Regions from separate parts of the Sus scrofa genome. Here region 2 is linked to region 1. The links are chromatin contacts, called in public HiChIP or PLAC-seq maps. All regions are on one chromosome and are shown on one strand. The core of a region is the stretch at or near the end of the contact, and the rest is flanking DNA. Distances in the headings are between cores, read along the strand shown.

Evidence for each region. HiChIP or PLAC-seq counts read pairs in DNA pulled down with a chosen protein or histone mark.
Region 2: a contact with region 1 is called in an H3K27ac HiChIP or PLAC-seq map of alveolar macrophages. The contact joins two enhancer-like sites. A contact is called at or near these places in 3 of 47 Hi-C or Micro-C datasets (epiblast stem cells, heart right ventricle and skeletal muscle) and 1 of 2 datasets of contacts at active chromatin or transcription factors (alveolar macrophages).

What each region holds. Positions count from the first base shown.
Region 1 is chr15:101,728,349-101,732,583 of Sscrofa11.1, forward strand. All of the region lies in intron 1 of PLCL1 (inactive phospholipase C-like protein 1), which reads left to right. Among named protein-coding and RNA genes, the nearest start is that of PLCL1, 110 kb to the left of the region's middle. Within about 2 kb of position 2,108, at least 4 of the 83 cell types and tissues checked have an H3K27ac peak or open chromatin away from gene starts, as enhancers often do. A contact at or near this core is called in alveolar macrophages, where this site is marked.
Region 2 is chr15:101,795,782-101,800,381 of Sscrofa11.1, forward strand. The region is part of intron 1 of PLCL1 (inactive phospholipase C-like protein 1); the gene reads left to right. Among named protein-coding and RNA genes, the nearest start is that of PLCL1, 170 kb to the left of the region's middle. Within about 2 kb of position 2,695, at least 5 of the 83 cell types and tissues checked have an H3K27ac peak or open chromatin away from gene starts, as enhancers often do. A contact at or near this core is called in alveolar macrophages, where this site is marked.

The sequences.
Region 1 (4,235 bases), core at 858-3,357:
GCCTATTGCATAGGGTGTTAGATGGTGATAAAATGAGATGAGATGGGTTAATGTATATGAAGTCTTTAGCACATCTTCTCAGGAAAGCAAGTATTTTCCTTTTCTTTTTCTTTTTGTCCATGGTGTGCAGTGGCTTAATGTAGGATCTCAGTTCCCAGACCAGGGATTGAACTCAGGCTGCAGCAGTGAAAGTACTGAGTCCTTACCTTGAGAACATCCAGGAACTCCTGTAAAGCAAATATTTTTAGACAAGACAGCATGAACTTCGGAACATTTCACGTTTGGGTTCATCTTATTCTGTCTGTTCTTCCCTAGCTGCATGATCTCTAATTAAAGATGCCCAACCTGTTGTGGGACAGTGGCTTAAGAATCTGACTGCCTTGGCTTGGATTGCTATGGAGGTGCAGGTTTGGATTCCTGGCCCAGATGCAGCGTGTTAAAGGATCCTGTGTTGTCACAGTTGTGGTGTAGGTTGCAGCTGCAGCTTGGATTCAGTCCCTGGCCTGGTAGCTTCCATTCCATATGGTATGGCCATAAAAAGGGAAAAAAAAAAAAAAAGATGCCCATAACATTTATGTTGTATAATCCTCAGCTTCATCCTGTGTAAAACTGTATTGTCCCCAGAGAGCTGTTTTAAGGCTTAAGTGGACCATCTTGTCCTACTTGGGCATCAGTTAGTAATTACCTAACAAAATTTAGCTCCGTTTCTCACTTCTTTTCTCCAAAAACTTTCTTCAAGCCCCACCTCTGCCCCACCACTCTTTAGAAACAACTATTCCTTTTCTTAACCTTTCAGGTTTTTTTTTGTTTTTGTTTATAACCTTGCCCCATAATTTATTTCATTCGGTTCCTCATTTCAGGTCTGTCTCTTCTCCACTTTATGGCAGTTCCTTAGAAGCAAAGGCTTCATCTCTTTGTTCCAAGAGGCCTCAGATACTGAACTATATTTCTTTCTTACCAGCAACCTGAAAAAAATCCCTTCAAATTCTCCTTAACTTGAACTTCAGGTTAATTAAGAATTAATTTCTTAAACTTTTCTGCTCAACTCAAATATCCTGCAGTGAATTACTCGTGAAGTAAATAACTTTGTGTGATTTACTTTGTGTTCAATGTAATGTGTGTTACATTTGATATTTACTTCAAAGTTCAGTAACCTTATTTTTTCTCTGAAAAGTTGAAAGAGAGAAGCTTGAATCAATAAAGACTACCCAGAAATGAAAGCTTTACACTTTGATATAAAATTAATGGACATGGTATGGTGTTCATTTAAGACAAATTAAGTTTGTGCACATTGTAAAATGATCCTAATCCAGAAAGTTGATATTTTGGGTACAATGAACACTATTTAAAAGCCCCAAGTGGGATCACACATTTGTGATATTGATTTACTCATTTTTAATATCGTTTAGTAATTTAGAAAAGAGAAGCCTTTGAGAGACTATCCAAAAATCAGATTTTCTTCAAGAATAGAAAAGAGTCAGGTTTCCTTCAGAGATGATACAGATTTAAATACATATTAGAACTGAAAATTTTTTTTTGCTTTTTTTTTTTGAAGATCATCCATTGATGGCTGCTATTGTGAGTGTTAGGTAGACAGAATTCAGGAGCCCCTGACACTGTTAATCATTCCTCTCTTTTCATTCTTTCTCTAACATCCCATTTATTGTGTGTGGAATATGTAATATTCTGCATGTGGTATCTGAGCACTTTTAGAATATAATGTTGACTGGAACAACAGATCAGGAATGGTTTTCAGTAGAACATTGGACATTTGCTCAATGACCTGTAACATAGTCTGTGCTTCTTGTCCCAGGCTCCAGTATCTGTTACCTCTGAGTCCCTGCCAGAACACACAGAGCAGCATTCCAGGCCCTCCTAGAATGCATTCCTTGCATGCATAGCAATCTCTGGAAAGTTATGCTTTTGAAGAAAATGGAGAGAGGTGCTATAACTTCATACATCTTAACATATCCAGGGTTATTTACTAATACCAGACCCTTTAGGCTTCACCGAAAATAGATTTGAGTAGCCTCGGACACTGCTACAGGGAATATTCACTGCCTTAGCTATCACACAGTCATGGTTGAGGAAGAGGGTGCTGACTATGAACCATTAGCTTGATTTTCTGACTAGGCAAAGAATGTTAAAGCCTTTCTCTTTTTTTGCTGGACCTTTAGATTTAGGTTTGGGAAAGATCCATTGACTTCAACAGTAGAATTGAATTCAACAATGTAAGCTGAAACAGAGGTAAAATGATAGGAGCAAAGCTGAAACTGAATTTAGAATAAAGGATAGGAAGTGAAGAACTTTCTCTGTGGTGTGACTTCATGGGTGTTCCCCACTGCTTCCTCCTAGAGGCAGAGGTGGCTTTTAGTTACCAGGCAAAAAATGCCTATGTGAAAAGACTTGGAAGGTTTTCATGTATGTGTTAATTGTCTTTGTTACTCTAAGTGCCACTTCGACAAGTTAGGAGTCCCATACCCTAATGAAGTTGCCAATTCTTTTTTTTTTTTTTTTTTTTTTTGGCTTTTTGCCCTTTTGTCTTTTCTAGGGCCAATTCCTGAGGCATACGTAGGTTTCCAGGCTAGGGGTCTAATCGGAGCTGTAGCTGCCAGCCTACACCACAGCCACAGAAACTTGGGATCCGAGCCATGTCTGCGACCTACACCACAGCTCATGGCAATGCCAGATCCTTAACCCACTGAGCGAGGCCAGGGACCGAACCTGCAACCTCATGGTTCCTGGTCGGATTCGTTAACCACTGCGCCACTACGGGATCTCCGAAGCTGCCAATTCTGTTCTCCATCAGGGAGATTCAGCTATAGAAAAATTTGCTTCATAGTTAAAACTTTCTTAGCATAAGTACAAATGAAACAAAAGCAGCAACAAACAGCAACCAGTTTACAGGAGTGTTGCAAAGTGACCTAAGCCAATGTGTTATGTGGTACTCTTAGTTCTTTTTGATACACAAGAGCTACCAGTAGTTAGTGGTGGGAAAAGGTTAGCTTCTCCACTACACTTTCCTATCAGGTTGTAATGAAGTTAAGACTTGACCAAATTCCATTACACACATAGATGTTTCAGATGTTTTAAGATAAACATTAATTAGGCAACTTATTCTGTAAACTTGATGAAGCTGCAAGTGGTCAGGGAAGAAATGCCTTGTCCAAACATGGCATGACAGATTTCCTCAAAGCAGATAAGACAATATTCCAGGGGCAGGATTCAGTTAACTCTTTCCCAGAATCCCCAAACCTATGGTTGGACCCAGGATTTTGTAGCTCAGCCTTTGATGCCATCTTGGAGGGTAAAGGTGAAGGGTTTCCTAGGTTCCTATGCCCTTTTCATGCAAGGATGGGAAGCGTCTCTGTAATATTTTCTAACCAATTCATATCTTGAATATCAATAATTTTGCTGACAGTCTATTTTTAACATCCATTGTACAAAATACTAAGCCATATTTTTTGTTTCTTTCTAAAGCTGAAGTGTAGTTGATTTGCAACATTATATTAGTTTTGGACCTGTAGCATTGATTCAGTATTTTTCCAGATTATACTCTATTAAAAGTTATTACAAAGTTATCCGTAGTAGTTTGTCTTGTAATCCCATACCCTTAACTTGTCCTTTTCCCCTAATAAGCCATTATTTTCACCTATGAAAACTCTTTTTCTTTTCTTTTCTTTTTTTTTTTTTTTTTTTTGTCTTTTTGCCTTTATTTGGGCCACTGCTGCAGCGTATGGAGGTTCCCAGGCTAGGGGTCCAGTCGGAGCTGTAGCCACAGGCCTACACCAGAGCCACCTACACCACAGCTCACGGCAACCCCAGATCTTTAACCCACTGAGCAAGGCCAGGGATCAAACCCTCAACCTCATCGTTCCTAGTCGGATTCATTAACCACTGAGCCACGACGGGAACTCCTCCTGAAAACTCATTTCTGACATTCATTATGTTAATTAGTAAAGCTTCTGGTTATGACCAGAAATAAAGATATCAAAATATTTGTGTAGTCACTGATAGTGTGTCCTCTCTGATGAAATGTTAGGTAACCATCAAGTCCTTACTTAAGATAACTGAAAACACTTTAGTTTAACTTAATTCACACATTCGTTATAAATATTGAAGCATTCGAGAGTAAATTACAGACATTGTGAAATGGGATGTAAAGAAAAAGAAAAAAATGAATAAAAGCAAATATCTAATTTATATTTTCATGCAAATGCACAGGTCCTATTTTC
Region 2 (4,600 bases), core at 1,445-3,944, 68 kb after region 1:
ACACAGTTTCATTGTAGCACAGTGCACTCATTCATTTAGGTTGAGTAGATGGCTGCTTTTGCACCCACAGCAACACAGTTGCAACAGAGAGCCTATGGCCCATAAAGCCTGCAGTACTTACTGTCTGACCTTTTACAGAAATAGTCTGCTCACCCTTGGTTTAAGATGTCTGTCAGGGATTGCTTCATTGATGTTACGAAGCATCATGGTTTGAACAAATGGGAGGGCCCACTTGAGCTGAGGCACCATGGAGTGGAGCACAGGATTACTTGGCTATTCTCGGTGTCAACCAGAGAAGTCTAAGGGTGCTCTGTGATTAGTGGTGAGGCCCCTGAAACAGCTGGGGTTGACAAATCTAGGACCCTGCAGAAGGGGATTTGAACAGAACTGAACTCTTCTGTGGTTCAGTTTCAGAGTGGAGACTAATATCAGGTCCTTCTAGGTGGCATCCTTTATAAGCCTACAGCTATGCAAGCAGTTCAGAGAATAGATTCAGTCTTTCTCAGCAGGGCCTTGGGTACCATTCTAAGTCCTGAGTTACAAGATTACCACCAGGCTATGCATCTAGAGACCCTGAACTGTGTAGATTTTGTCTGGTTATTGCAGTTGAATGCTTCAGAGGCCAGAATGGGCCAAATTAGATTAGGCCATACGTGTGTGCTACAAATTACCTGAAGATTCAACACCACCTTTCACTTAATTTAATGCTTTAGATAGATTTAATGTCAGAACAATTGTTGGCCGCTGATAAGTCTCATTTTCATTTTTACTGTGATTTAGCTGATCACAAAGTCTGTTTTTTTCTCTTGAGTTGATGTTTGGTGAGTTAGACAATATAATAATCATTTCTAACAGCTGTTTTGTGCTTTAAAGTTTACAAAATGCTTCCATTTACACAATTTTATTCAAATAGCATCACCCTACAAGTTAGAACAATTGGAATTATCCCCATTTTGATGATGAAACATCCATTTCCAAAAAGGTAAACCACTAGCCTAAAGTCATATAGCTCTAAAGAATGAAAGAGGGACTTGAATTGGTCTTCTGATTTCATATCCTATTTTCTTTGCCATGTCCCTTTGTCTGATGTTCTCTTTAGCCAGGTTTCTTGAAAAATGGGTAAAGTATAAAATCTCACTGGTTTGTAAATAAGCATCCAGAGGAGAACATACAGAGAACTGTATATAAGAAAATAAGAGCAGAAGGTCATTTAAACCCAACGTTGCAAACTGTTAGGCCATAGGTCTCATCTGGCCTGCAGATGTGTTTAGCTGAGCCTCCACAGTATTAGGCTGTACACAGTTTTATTTTTAAAAAATACGTGGAATTAGTTGTCAATTAATATAACAAATAAGTCCTGACACACAGCTTCTTTCAACAAGTCAGACGATGTGGCCACACTGGCCCATCGTTCCTACATGGCAATAGGCTAGATTTAAACACTAAACCCTGGTCTCCTTTGGAGCAGGCATTTGCTCTCCAGTTTCCATCAGTCTCTACCACTCCCCATTGTCTTCCCAGCCAAATCTACTCAAGTCATCGCTAGTACCTATCTGGCTCCTCTTGGCACTCAAACTTGTGACCCCTGATCTAGACTATAATACTAACTTTGTGAGTGAGGAAAGAAGATTTGAAGTGGCAAGGTAATTTGGCAGCACTGAGATCAGAACTCGTTTTCCTTAGACAGAGTACTTTCTTAGGCTCCGGCACCATGTCCACATTATTATTACTGAAGAATAGCAGAACAGCAAGGGAATAGTGATTAGTCAAGAGATGATGCACAGTTTTCAAATAAGTTGATGATGTTTTAGTGAGGGCCTGCTATATATATTTTATATTTATGCCATATGAGCCGTTATGTCATATATTTCATTATCGTTTTGTGGTTTGCAGGTTTCAGTTCAGAAAACATGTTCATGTAAATTGAACGAATGGAGTTTATTTTTTATATTGGAGAAGCTGGTTGGAGGGTGTATTTTTGAATGGATTTCAGCACAGAGACTGAGTTTTAGGAGTAGACATATGTTTTTCTTCTGTAATGGAAGCATCATCGGGTATGTGATAAATACCTCCTTTATGGAAGGCCTCCTGCTATGCAGTAGTATGTTAAAGAGGGAAAGAGATCCTGAGAGACTGGAGAAAGAAGTATAGGCTGGGGTTGCCTGGCACTCTGTCACGAGGAGGAATATGTAGAGACTGAGTGAGTGTCAGTGGTTTAAAGGAATTGATGGTCGGAACTACTTAGCGATAGGAAAGGGTGTCAGGTATACAAATGGGCTGAGTGAAGCAGAGGGTTTATCACTTATTTTTTTCTGAAGTGTAATTTCTAGGATGGATTATGTAGTTCAAACCCAAGGGGATAAATTATATCCTATTGAATGAAAGAGCCAACTGGGAGATTTTCAAAACATAACTAATAAACAAAGAATACTTGGCATTCTTTTTTTGAATGAACCTTTAAAATGCATAAAAGAAAATGTTAGATGAATCTATTTCCAGACAGTTATGATTGCTGTTCCTGTTATTATTCATTCATTCAATAATTATTTATGACAGTTTGCTGTGTGTAAGATACCATACTAAGCAATGTGGACACTAAGCACTGGAGTATCCAACGTTGGTAGAATCAATAGTCCCGGCCTTTGGATTACTTTTGACCTACTTGGGCGGTTAAGACAGGAAGCTAGGAAAATTCTGTACAAGACAAGCCCATATGAGTCAATGCTTTGGCAGTTTAGGGAAAGAGACAGTACTTCTGGCTTGATCTAGAGAAAGACTTTCAGAAAGATAGGGATTTGCATCAGACCTTGAAGGATGAGTAGGATTTGAAGTACCAAAGGAATGGTTAGAAGTTTCTTTAGAGAGGGCTAATGGCAGGACAAAGGCTCGGCAGCAGTGGGCCATAAGGAGACACATGTGACTGAGATGCATGAAGTTCTTGGCAGAGTGGAAGAGAGAGCTGGACCATTGGAGGGTGCCAAATTGTGAAGGGTCTTGACTCCCAGCTAGAGAACTTCCATTTTACAGATGCGATTTCTATAGTCAATCCAGCGAGCTTGGTGCAAAGATTAACGTGTACACTTAAAGATGTCTAGGAAGGGATAACTCTCGGTGGAACTTGTAAAATACCTTTGTTAATAGTTGTAATTTAGAAGACCATTTGCTCAGGAGAGAACCCACACCTTCCTAAGTGGGAACTCCCCAAGGCATAATATATAATATTCAGGGACCAGTGTACCACGCAGAGGGCAAATGTTCAGGGCAATGCCTACTAGGAAGAGAATACAGTTGGAGTATCCTATTTTGCTAAAGATAGTGTGATTCTAGAATGTTACTTTATTGTCCATCTCTGTATATGCCTGTGGGAGTCTCTTATGTTGGAATCCTGGTAAAGTCTCTCATGTTACAGCACACTTGCTCAACTACCTTATTTTGAACAGTGAAGTACTATTTGGGGAAGACACGTTAAACTGAAATGACCTCCATCAGTGCTATTTTTATTTGCTCACAGAGGTGTGCAGACGTGATGGGTGAAAAAAGAGGCAAAGAAATTTAATACAGTTTCTGTTATTATTCCTGGAGGTATGAGTTTACAATGGCAGGTGCTGCATATAATTTTAAACATGCCTTTTAGAGCAGTACAGTAGGTATTTATATTGTGGATATCATGAATGAACACCTCAGGACGGAAGGAAAACAGCTCTTTAACCTAGTATGACTGGAAAATCATGACTTGTAATAACACTTCCAGTGAGGATAGATTCAGAAAATGCTATTTCTCTAGCAATTTGGACAGATGTGAAAATGTGATTTTAAGAAAGCTGCTTGATGACTTAAAGTTTGGGTAGGAGTGGAGAGTCTTAATGAAATTGTTTCATGAAAATTGCAATATTCCAGAATTAATGTATAATTCTATAGGATATGTGTTTTAAAATATGGACATTTAAATTCATCATATAGGCGTTCCTGTCGTGGCACAGTGGAAACGAATCTGACTAGGAACCATGAGGGTGTGGGTTTGATCCCTGGTCTCGCTCAGTGGGTTAAGGATCTGGCATTGTCTGAGCTGTGGTGTAGGTCACAGACATGGCTTGGATCCCACATTGCTGTGGCTGTGGTGTAGGCCTGCGGCTGTAGCTCTGATTCGGCCCCTAGTATGGGAACCTCCATATGCCGTAGGTGTGGCCCTAAAAAGCAATAAATAAATAAATAAATTCATCATATAACCATTATGTTTGAACAAGTATTTCTCATGGATAGTCATGATAAAGCACATTAACTTTTACCATCTGCTCTTCTTTTAAATATATTCTATGCTCCTATTTATTCTGCTTAGTCATTTTGAAATTTAGATATAGCCTTGTGACACTTTCAGTAACTTCCTCTTCCTCTAGAAGGTTATGAGACATTGTCTATGTTTAGTAACTCATGTGTCCATTCCAGGGTCTTTGTCCCCAACTTCAAATTTTATTAAAGTTACTATTTCCCCTCTCTCCCAGGACAAGACTGTTGCAGACTGTCCATCTGCAATGGGAGATGCCAGGAAGCTTCTTTCTTTCCCACTCAGTGCTTTGATTTCTTCTCTGCTTCTACCAGCTTG